Linked DNA regions of Triticum aestivum: region 1 is linked to region 2. Evidence: chromatin contacts called from public Hi-C data. All regions are on one chromosome and are shown on one strand. Each heading gives the region's core, a stretch centred on a gene start, on an enhancer-like site or on the middle of the called end of the contact. The rest is flanking DNA. Distances are from core to core; before and after follow the strand shown. Region 1 holds the start of LOC123103233 (E3 SUMO-protein ligase SIZ2). Region 2 holds the start of LOC123103232 (protein DWARF 53).

Region 1 (5,547 bases), core at 456-2,955, 330 kb after region 2:
TGTGCGCGTCGGCCGCCGGCTCAACAAGTGAGCTCACCGGCGCTTCGGTAGCCGCCGTGCCCGTCACACGCCCTGCAAGCTTCTTCCTCGACGCCTTTGAGGTGCCGGAGCCGTCCGCCACCTTGTTCTTCTTCGCGGATGTCTTGCCCTTCTTCGGCTGCGCCGCATTTGGGAGCTTCGAGGGGGGGGGGCACGTGGCTTCACGGCGAGCGCCCGCGTGACGCCACCCGCCGCCGAGGTCATCCACGACGGCATGAAGAGGCCGCGCGCAAGGCCGATGCTCGGAGGAGCTCCGGCGGAGGCGAGGCCAATGCTCTCCACGCCAGGGTTTGTGGTAGCGGCGGCGATGGAGGGGTCGCGGCTATAGGAAGGGGTGAGGGGGGGGGGGGCGGCGCGTGCGTCCATCGGGTCAATTCGCCGGCGCCGGCGCGTGTGGGGCGAAGGTGGCGCGGTGGAGAGAGTGCGGCGCGAGCGCTCGTGTGTGCCACGCGCGGAAGCGGGTGCCCCAAATTCACAGCACGTGATGGCGATTCAGACCGCGTGCCCAACTCTATATGCCGCGCGCGCGGTTATTGCGCGCGCACTGGAGCCCCTCTACCGATTGCGCGCGCGCTAAAAAGGGCAAAATTGAGGCGCGGCGCTTGTTTAGCGCGGCTGCTGAAGATGCTCTTAGTGGAGATCAATTATTTAGTTCATACATGCTGGCATGGTGAGGTGGCATACTTTCACATTGAGAGAATCTTCTACTCCCTCCGTTCCTAAATATTTGTCTTTCTAGACATTTCAAATGACTACTACATACGGATGTATGTAGACATATTTTAAAGTGTAGATTCACTCATTTTGCTCCGTATGCAGTCATTTGTTGAAATGCCTAGAAAGACAAGTATTTAGGAACGGAGGGAGTATATCTAAATAGCTAGCCCCCACTAACTATTTCTCTCAACATGCAAGCATGCCACATCATTGCACAACATGCATGAGAAAAGGCTCACCCCCACTATCATATGTCTCTCAACATGCAAGCATGCCACTTCATCATGACATGCATGAAAAAAAGACTTATCTCAACATGTAACATACATGAGGGTTTTTTCATTCTATTATGCTATATACATTTAATAAACATTTTACAGCTATATAGTAATCAAGCACAATAAATTATATGTATTTTTATTGTTAGCTTTTTATATTATTACTTCAAATATTCATGTTTCATACAACGAGTCACATTGAAATATGTTACAAAATATTCCCGCAACAACGTGCGGGGTATCATCTAGTTGAAGTTAAGTGGGGATCAACTATTTAGGTATATAGGATTAGATGTTATCTCACACATTGCTGCACGAATGTTTTGCAATATATTTAGTGATATATTTGGTTGTATGGGACAATAAAATTTGGACAATATAATATAATAATAATTTTTAATTATTGTATGGTTGCAAAATATTTATATAAATATAAAAGCATAATAAAAAACCCTGATCATGAGAGCTACGACAAGTTCACAACAAGATGTTGACATTACTGGTTGTTTTCATACGTCAAGGATGTCTACTAGTATAAGTCATACGCCACATGTAACGGAAGTTACTCCAAAGACTCATAATCAAAGTCCCTTAAAAAAGACCCTAATCAAAATCGGATCTGTCGCCTAAGCCAGGGGAGAGAGCATTAAGATCCGCGCCAGTCCTCGTAGGGTACACGCGTCCCGCCCAGATCCCGTCGTAGGTTTCTTCCCTCGGTCGTCGTCATCACCCGAAGAGAAGAGGAGGAGAAAAGAGAGCAGCCAGGCCGCCACGCCCGCGAGCCGCCGCACACCAACGGAGCGGAGCGCCCCTCCTCCTCCGGCAGCCGCGATTCTTCTAGCCTCCTCCAATTCTCCGCCGACGCTCCTCCCTGCACTCCGCCCGCCTCGCGTAGGGCGTCGTCACATTGGATTCCCCCCGGCCAGAGCCGCCATGGAGCCGGAGTCCGCCGACGCGGCGCTCGCCGGTTGCAAGGTACCCGCATCTCTACGCATATCCCTCCATGCCTCATACGTTTGCGATTCCATCGGGACGTGTTCCGCGGTGGATGACCGCTTCTACCCTGTACGGCGACCTCAATCTGGCGACGGGTCGGTTCTAATTCTAAGGCCCTCCTCCAGCGACCCCCTCCCATCATGACCTAGTAGAACTCTGACGAGCCGTCTTGATTAGTTTCATACTCCTACCGCTTAATAGGTTTCTGTTTAGCCGATTAGGGACAGGGAAACTCTTGATTGATCATCCCTTGTCAATTCCCTTCTGTAACTTGAACTAGCTTTACTTACCAAGCCTGGCTACTAGGTCCATACATGTAACTGCTTACAATTAGGCCGCAGCTGCGCATCTTACATCGTTACAAGTTGTTTTCTGTAGAGATTGCAATCTGGGATTCGACACCGCTGACGCCCAAGCTGACATGCCCTACTAACATTTTGCTAGGTGCTGAAACTGCTCACAGTTAGTATTTCTTAGTCTTCTTGCATTGCTTGTTTCCGCAAAGCTAGCTGATTTCTTTATCTGTTTGCCATTCTCTTCCACTGGTACTGTTTACATTGCTCGGCAACTTGGCTTCAGTAAGATTGTTTGGAGGGATGCATTTAGTAACCAAGTTTTAGATTTGAGTTCCATTGCTAAATGTCATTGCTGCGCCACCTTCACTTTAGTGGTACTTAATATCTGTATATTGTAGTTGATAGCTACTAGGTGCTCTTACCCAAGCATTTGACAACAGTCCAGAACTGTCGCTATATTACACTATACCATGCCCTTACTCATGTATAGTATACGGGATAGCAGCGGCATCGATAGTTCTGCCCTCAGCTCCTCGCATCATCTGATAAAACTTGTTTCTTGTTTACATCACTATGTATAATCAATTGGAGTGGTCTATATTGGAAATTTCATCATTTTCTGTGTTAGTTCTTTTATGTTGTCAAGATGCCCCTCTTACGAAGTAGAGCTTTCAAGTGATTATCTTATTTAGCACCCCTTTTCATGTATGTGTTAGTCTTGTCCTAAAGGAATAGACCTGTGTGGCTTATTCATCTGTTTTATGTCGCTGATAGCTAAATGCTTTGTTGCAGGACAAGTTGAAGCACTTCAGAATAAAAGAGCTAAAAGATGTCCTGCATCTGCTTGGACTTTCAAAGCAAGGAAAGAAGCAGGTTTGTTCAATCCAATTTCGTAAATCTACATGAATACATTCTACAAATATAAATTATACTTATTGCTTTACTTTACAAGTTTACATCACTTGCTCAAACGTTTCAATCTTCCCTTTACTTTGGGAACAAATAATCGATTAGATTGTCAAGTCGTCCTTACTAATACCGTAACATCTTTCGGAACTAATTAACTTCTCTGTGCCTTTTAGTACTTATATTGAGTATTTACTTCTAAGCCACTTTTTGTTTATCTGATTTTGCTTTACAATTCCAGGAATTGGTGGATAAAATCTTAGCAATACTATCTGATCAACAAGATCAAGGTGCATTGTTTTTTGTCTTTCTTCTTCCAACACTGGCCCTTTTATACTAGTGTTTGTCTAAAGGTACAAGAGGAATAACTTTCATATTGTTCTTGCAGTATCACAACTGAATGGCTTAACAAAGAAACCGGCAGTTGAAAAAGAAACCGTGTTGAAAATAGTTGATGAAACCTTTAGGTGAGTTTGCATTTGTTCACATACTGACCTTGTGTTTGTATTATTTGGATTGACTCCTACTGTGTTTTGTCATACACTCATACTGTCTGTTTTTGCTTAATATCTAGGAAACTGCACAGTCCTGCAAATTCTGCTGCAGGCTCACTAAATCAGATTGATTCAGGACAAAGTGTAAAGCCTAAAAAAAAGTTAAATGGCTCTGCTCAAAAGGATGTCAAGGTCCGTTGTCCTTGTGGTAACTCCATGGCCAATGGATCCATGATAAAGGTATTAGTTTTCATCACAAACATGACTACTTGACAGTTTAATTGTCTTTTCATTTTCTCCAATCAATGCAGCAAGATCACAATTTGTTCGTCAGTCTCCTTGATTATGCAGATTGTATACTGAATCATTAAATCAGTTTATGTACATTCTGAAACTTCAAAGCAGTGAATTGTTCTTATATTCTAAAACCCCACGTTAGTTGTTTTGGAACACAGAACTTATTTTATTACGAATATCATGTGTTTTATGAAATTGGCAGTTCTGTTCTTGATAGGTTCTGTTTGTTCCACCTAACTTGCTTGGACCTTTTCAGTGTGATAATCCACAATGCAATGTCTGGCAACATGTTGGTTGTGTTATCATATCCGAGAAGTCTGCAGAGAGTGTTCCTCAGGAATTACCTTCCAGCTTCTACTGTGACGTCTGTCGAATAAATAAGGCCGATCCGTAAGTTCTTCAAAACTTTCATGCAATACCAAACTCATCTTTTGTTCTGCCTGTTTGCCTTTTCAACATTTAAGGCTGAGAACATTATCTAATCAATTCCTCATTCTCCAGTATTAATATTAAATGACCAGCTGTTTTAACATAGTTTCCTTCTATAACTTGCAGTTTCTGGGTCACTATCAATCATCCATTACTTCCAACATCAATAGCTCCTTCTAAAATAGCGACTGATGGGTGAGTTATGCATTGAATATTATTAATTCACTTGGTCAGTGCATAAATTGATGAATTAAACTGAACCATGACATTCTGAAATTTGCATAGTTTTTGTGTGTGATTCTTTCCTATGGTCCAGGTCATATACTATACAGTATCTCGAGAAAACCTTTCCATTATCAAGAGCTAATAGGGAAATGCTACAGAAAGACGAATATGACATTCAGGTTCTTTTCATTTCCTTGAAGTATTAGGTTTGTCCAGGGTCATCCTTCAATAAGTGTTTCTTTGGTCATGCATTATTAAGAAATGCCAGATTGTTGTAATTCAAAGATTTGGCTGTGACTTGTGAGTATAGTTATGGTCACTGTATGCTATTTCCAGTCATCTTCTGCCATACTAGAGAATATCAGACCACTGTCTGCATGCATTGTTGACATTAAGTTTCTTTGCACCACTTATGTTCTTGCAGGTTTGGTGTATCCTTCTTGATGACCAAGTTCCTTTCAGGATGCAATGGCCTTTACACTCTGATATGCAAATTAATGGTAATATGCATTGGCCTACTAGATAACATCCTTTGATATAGATCTATAGAAAATTGTTTATTTAGCTTAAAGGACACATACTCAAGTTCATTGCACAGGTTTGGTTTCTTACGAGTCATGTAATCTACAAGTATCCAGGGAAGATGCATCTTTAACATTTGCCTTATTGTTATACTTGGTGCACACACTGACACTGTTCCCCGCCATGCACCTGATTGAAGGACGGGCTTCATATTTGCCTTCCAAACTAATATTTAGCTGTTAAAATGAGTTCATGTTTGCATGGTGATTTACTTTCCTAGGTTTATGTGGTGTGACCAAAGCTAGATGTAGCTTGTGCTTGGTTGCTGCGCCGAATACCATTTGTCAT
Region 2 (5,475 bases), core at 1,138-3,637:
AAACTTTTCAGAGTTTTGGCACCTAACACATAGTGGAAGGCCTAATGTATCCAAAGAATATACTGCATGGAAACACTCCGTGTCTTAAGCACCACTAGTCAATGATAAAACCATCATACTCTTGGCTCTGACCAGTACAACCCAAATCATCTTTCAAGTATACTATCCGAATTCAAGATGAAACAGTTCTGAAATACATAACAAAATTCAAGTTCCATTTTCCCCGCCATGGAACACTTGAATAGTACAGTATCAGAAAGAAAAGGAAAATGTGCAGAGAATGAACTGAACCATAGATGGAACAACCACAATAACATGGCTTCAGTTTGACGTACTTCATAATTCAAATACGGTAACAAGCATGAACACATTGACCGCTTAAGTAAGCATATCCGGGCAGGTAAAACCACTATAAACTGTCGGCAGGAGAAAATGGTTCTACTAGCTAGTACATAGATTATATATTTAATAAAGACCTTGTTGAGCTACGTGCACTCCACTAGTAGTAACTACAGTACACTCAAATGAAGCATGCATCGCTGAAAAATACCAAATGCTACGATGGGCGTACACGCTTATATGGAATGAAAACATCGTACGTGTAGGTCAGACAAGAAGCATCGTACGTGTAGTAATTTCGAATTAAGAAACATCCGGATAATAAACTAAGCACCGAGACCAGTCAGCCACCTAATGGTTGCCAATCAAACCCTAAGCATAAACAATTACTATGACAGATATATATGTGCAAAAGTTTCAAAAAAAAGATATATATGTGCAAAAGTGAAAGGGCTTCTTCACCTTGCGGACTTGGGTAAAGGAGATGCCGTGGTTGCCGGAGGCATGAGCCCGCCGGCGCGCACCGCCGTGATCGGCAGCAGCTGGAGCTCCCAGTCCTTGTCAACCAAGGGGAACTTGGACAGGAAGGTGAGGTAGGTCTCGTAGGTGGCCGACCACCCCATCACCCAGACACGCCCCTCTCTGTGCGTCTCCAGCACCCGCGTCACCTCCGCCACCACCCGGCGCCCCCTCTCCTGGAGCTCGCCGTCATCCGGGACCAGTTCTCTGAGGTCACCGACGCTTACGACGAGGCCGGAGGTGGCGCCAGCCATCGCCGCTTCCACGCCGAGTTCTGTTTGGTCGATGGAGTTTGGACCGACGGGGAGGACGCGGTACGGCGAGGCCGCGGCGAAGTCCGCTGCGGCGGACGCGGCCCCGACACCCACGAGCATGGGGTTGCGGCCCCGGGCGAGGATCTCGGCGATGCGGCGGCCGTTCTCCTCGCCGGCGCCGCCGGCGATGCTCCCGGCGGGCGAGGGCACGTCGGCGTCGTCGGCGGCGGCGAAGCTGCAGAGGAAGAGAGGCGGCGGGCGGGCCCGCGTAGGGAGGCGGCCGAGCAGCGGCATGGGCGGCGCGGGGCGTAGGATGGCGAGCTTGATGTCGGCGCTGCGGAAGCCGGCGTCGTCGAAGACGCGGCTGACGACGGGGTCGTCGAGGATGGCGAGCAGGAGCTGCGAGAGCTCGACCCTGACCTGCGAGGCGGCGGTGGCGGCCTGGAAGGCGGCCTGGTGGTAGAAGTGGTAGGTGTCCGGGTTGCGGCGCTGGTTGGCCTGCGAGCGCTTGATGGCCGCCATGAGCGAGTTGGACACGGGCGGCTCCGGCTGCTCGTCGGCGGACGAGGAGGAGGCGGCGGAGGGGAGCCTGTCGAGCGAGACGGCGAAGCAGAGCTCGAGCGCCTTGAGCTGCACGCGCGGGGAGTAGGCGGCGCTGCGGGCCCGCGCGAGCGCGTCGCGGAGGAGCGGCGGGGCCTGCTGCGCGAGCAGCGCGGCGACGAGGTGGAGCGACGTGGTCTGCGCGTGCACCCTGCGCCGCGCGGACACGACCGCGGCGTCGAGCGCCGTCACGGCCGCCGGCGACAGGCACTGCCTCGCCGCGGCTACCGGCGTGGGCATCTCTCCGCGGGCGCACGGGGGGATTTTCGGCTGGCTGCGACTACTTTTCACCGGGCATGGGGCGCAAGCGTAAAACGCCCGAGCCCGAGGGGTAAACCGCCAACGACAGCGAGGATCGCTTCGGATTTTTCGGCTTCCGGGGTGGGGATAATAATCGGCTGGGAGTGAAGGTGGATTGCTTGCTTATAAACCACGACGGATATCGTCTGGTTCCTCTCTTTTTTATGGGTTTCGGCGTGGTGAGGCCCATCGGAGTGGGGAAATTTGGTGGGGTGGAGCATATATGCGGATGCGGCAGCCCTCGTCACACACTGTGGCCTAGCGGCAGTGCAAGTGCGGATTGAGATTGAGATTGAGATCGAGATTCCTCCTCCTTTTGGCCATTGCCCCGCCCGCTCGCCGTGCTCTGTCGTGTACTCCTCCCCATCCTAGCTGCTGCAGCATGATTGTTCCCTTCCATTTACCGCACAATGCGGCATGAGATCGTGTAGCCCAGGCCTAGAAGATGCCCAACGCAATGGGATCTAGCATAAGCTATGGGCACAGTCGCAGGATGCATGCACCCTGCCTCCCTCTTGAATAGCTGGTGAAGCGCTCATTCATATGGTCCTCCGATGATTTTCGCACGACCAATTATTGGCCCCCGACGCGGTCCAACTACATGTTTGTAATGGGAATTTCAGCCTTTTCTAATTGCGGAATCCACCTTGAGCGGGGGAAAAACGTTTTTTTGTGTGTGTGGCTTGAGAAACAAACCGCATCTTTAGCTCGATGTAGACGTCTATTGTTCTGTTTATTGTTAGGCTTACATCACATCCGTCCGATTTTGTTGTCGACCCGTGCTGTCAAAGACGCGCCGGAAGATATTTGTGTGTCTCCAAATTGATTTGTTCCTCGTTTCCAGCCACACATGCACCTTGGTTTTACTGTCTTCCATATATGAGTGGATTGAGCAATGTACATAGTACTATTATTTTTTATGAGGGAAAGCAATGTACATAGTAGAGAGAGGTCTAGAGAGAATCCACTAGAAATGTTGCCTTTGTGCTGTGCTTACAGTGGGCTATGGCCCTACCAATTAGTGACAAGTGGCGTGTGATGATATTTAGATAACTTACAGAGAGAGACTTAGGATCTTTACGGCGTGCTGCAATCCATATCGATGTGGACATAACTTACGCAAAAAAATCATGAAAGTGATGCTTTCTATAACATTTTCTTACGAAAGAATGTAAATTGTCAATTACACTGTTGAAACAATTTGATGCCCTATATTTTTCTCTTGTCGCAAATTTTAGTGACATGATTGATCGTCGAGAGATCTTACAGACACTAGCGCAGAAGACGCTACTGGTGGCATGTTAAAAAACACCTTTGTGACGTGTCGCCCCCACACCATCAATATGCGCAACTGATACAATATATTGGTGGCATGTGGACCCCGCGTCATCAATAGCAGATATACTGGTGGCGTGTCACATGGAGGCACGCCACCGGTACGGGATATACTGATGGCGTGTGGTAACAAGGCACACAACCAGTAATATTCATCGTCGATGGCATGTCATAATAGGGCCACACCACTAATTTGATATTTACACATAAAAAAAGCTACACAATGGTGTTTTCCTAGCCAAATGATAACATTTTTCAGTTTAGTAGCAACAGTATATCATATAGCATTTAAGGTAGACATTACTAGTAGAGCCAAATGACATCAATTAAGTTCATCAAATTGCTAATTAACATGATATGACTAGTAGCTAGCATATAACATGTTCAACGAAATATTAACATATTATGACTAGATACTGTCGTGGAATTGTCACGACAGATGTCCTTAGTGTCAGGACTTAGTCGTGAGGCCAATGCATCTACGTGGTAGTTTGAGAGGGGTTGAGTGGGACGAGAGACGCGAGGTTTTTACCCAGGTTCGGCCCCTCACGGTGGAGGTAAAAGCCTACATCCTGCTTCATTGATATTGATGATGATGAACATGATTACAAGGGTGCTGTCGGTGTCAAAACCGGCGGATCTCGGGTAGGGGGTCCCGAACTGTGCGTCTAGGGCGGATGGTAACAGGAGGCAAGGGACACGAAGTTTTACCCAGATTCGGGCCCTCTTGATGGAGGTAAAACCCAACGTCCTGCTCGATTGATATTGATGATATGGGTGTTACAAGAGTAGATCTACCACGAGATCAGAGAGGCTAAACCCTAGAAGCTAGCCTACGGTATGATTGTATGTTGTGATTATTGTCCTGCGGACTAAAACTCTTCGGTTTATATAGACACCGGAGAGGGTTAGGGTTACACAAGGTCGGTTACAAAGAAGGAGATATCCATATACGTATTGCCTAGCTTGCCTTCCACGCCAAGTAGAGTCCTATCCGGACACGAGACGAAGTCTTCAATCTTATATCTTCATAGTCTAACAGTCCGGCCAATGGAGATATCCCGGTTGTCCGGAGACCCCCTAATCCAGGACTCCCACAGTAGCCCCTTAACCAGGCTTCAATGACGATGAGTCCGGTGCGCAGTTGTCTTCGGCATTGCAGGGCGGGTTCCTTCTCCAAATTCTGTGTACCTGTCGAAATAATGTCCGGTTCCTCGTGATGGTTTGTATTTCTTGGCTTCCGCGTCCAATAATGGCCACTTTCCACGTGTTGAGCGAATGTGAAGAGCCAGGGTGTTTTCACATTTACCCCCCTAGCTATACAAATGGGACGCTTATTTAAAAAGACGAGGATTCAGATCCAAATCACATCATCCTCCCTTGCCGAGTCTTCATCAGAGCGTACCCGATAGAGATCCATTCCACCATGGCCGGTCGATGCAGCTCCTCCTCTCGCACCCCTAGCTCCAAGCCTGGAGATTGGGAGAGATGTTCCATCCCGTATAGCAAATTGGTGATGCTTCAGTCCAAGGGATTTCTTCCCCCAGCGTACCTGGTCCCAGTTCAAGCCGGGATTGCCACCTATAATGGCGGAGAGCAAGCGGAGAGCCATCCCAATCCCTCCAAGGGAGAGCGGGTGTGCCTTATCCCTTATCTGGTAAGAGGGCTCGGATTCCCAATCCATCCGTTTCTCCGAGGGCTTCTGGAGTTCTATGGCCTCCAGCTGCACAACCTCACGCCTGCTTCTCTCCTGCATATCGCGGGATTCGTAGCCCTTTGTGAGTTATTTTTGGGCTGTGAGGCTCATTTCGCTCTGTGGAAGAAGCTGTTCTGTCTGGTGCTCCGTTCTAAGAAGGGATCAATATATCAAGTGGGCGGAGCCGAAGTGTGGCGTATCGCCGGGACCGGATACCTATACTGGACCCCAAAGAAGACGTCCGAAGACTGGCCTTCAGAATGGTTTTATATAGAAGATGTCCCCCTTCCGGACCCTATTCGGATCGGCCTTCCAGAGTTTGACAACGCCCCTTTGAAGAAGCGTCAGAGCTGGCGTCCATGGAGCCCCCTGGAGGAAGACGACCTGTACATTCTTTATCTGATGAGCCGGATAAGCTCTTTAGCTCGATCC

What was found. Hi-C and Micro-C count contacts between places; a contact is called where the count stands out from the background.
Region 1: a contact with region 2 is called in a Hi-C map of leaf, with 5 times the contacts expected there. The contact joins the promoter of LOC123103233 here to the promoter of LOC123103232 in region 2. A contact is called at or near these places in 2 of 5 Hi-C or Micro-C datasets (both in leaf).

What each region holds. Positions count from the first base shown.
Region 1 is chr5A:333,109,335-333,114,881 of IWGSC CS RefSeq v2.1, forward strand. It overlaps LOC123103233 (E3 SUMO-protein ligase SIZ2), which reads left to right and starts at 1,706. Exons shown (of 16, transcript XM_044524756.1): 1 at 1,706-2,009; 2 at 3,119-3,199; 3 at 3,474-3,522; 4 at 3,621-3,699; 5 at 3,807-3,966; 6 at 4,280-4,413; 7 at 4,579-4,647; 8 at 4,769-4,856; 9 at 5,102-5,177. The coding sequence starts at 1,968.
Region 2 is chr5A:332,774,873-332,780,347 of IWGSC CS RefSeq v2.1, forward strand. LOC123103232 (protein DWARF 53) reads right to left here and starts at 2,388. Exons shown (of 3, transcript XM_044524755.1): 1 at 802-2,388. The coding sequence starts at 1,952.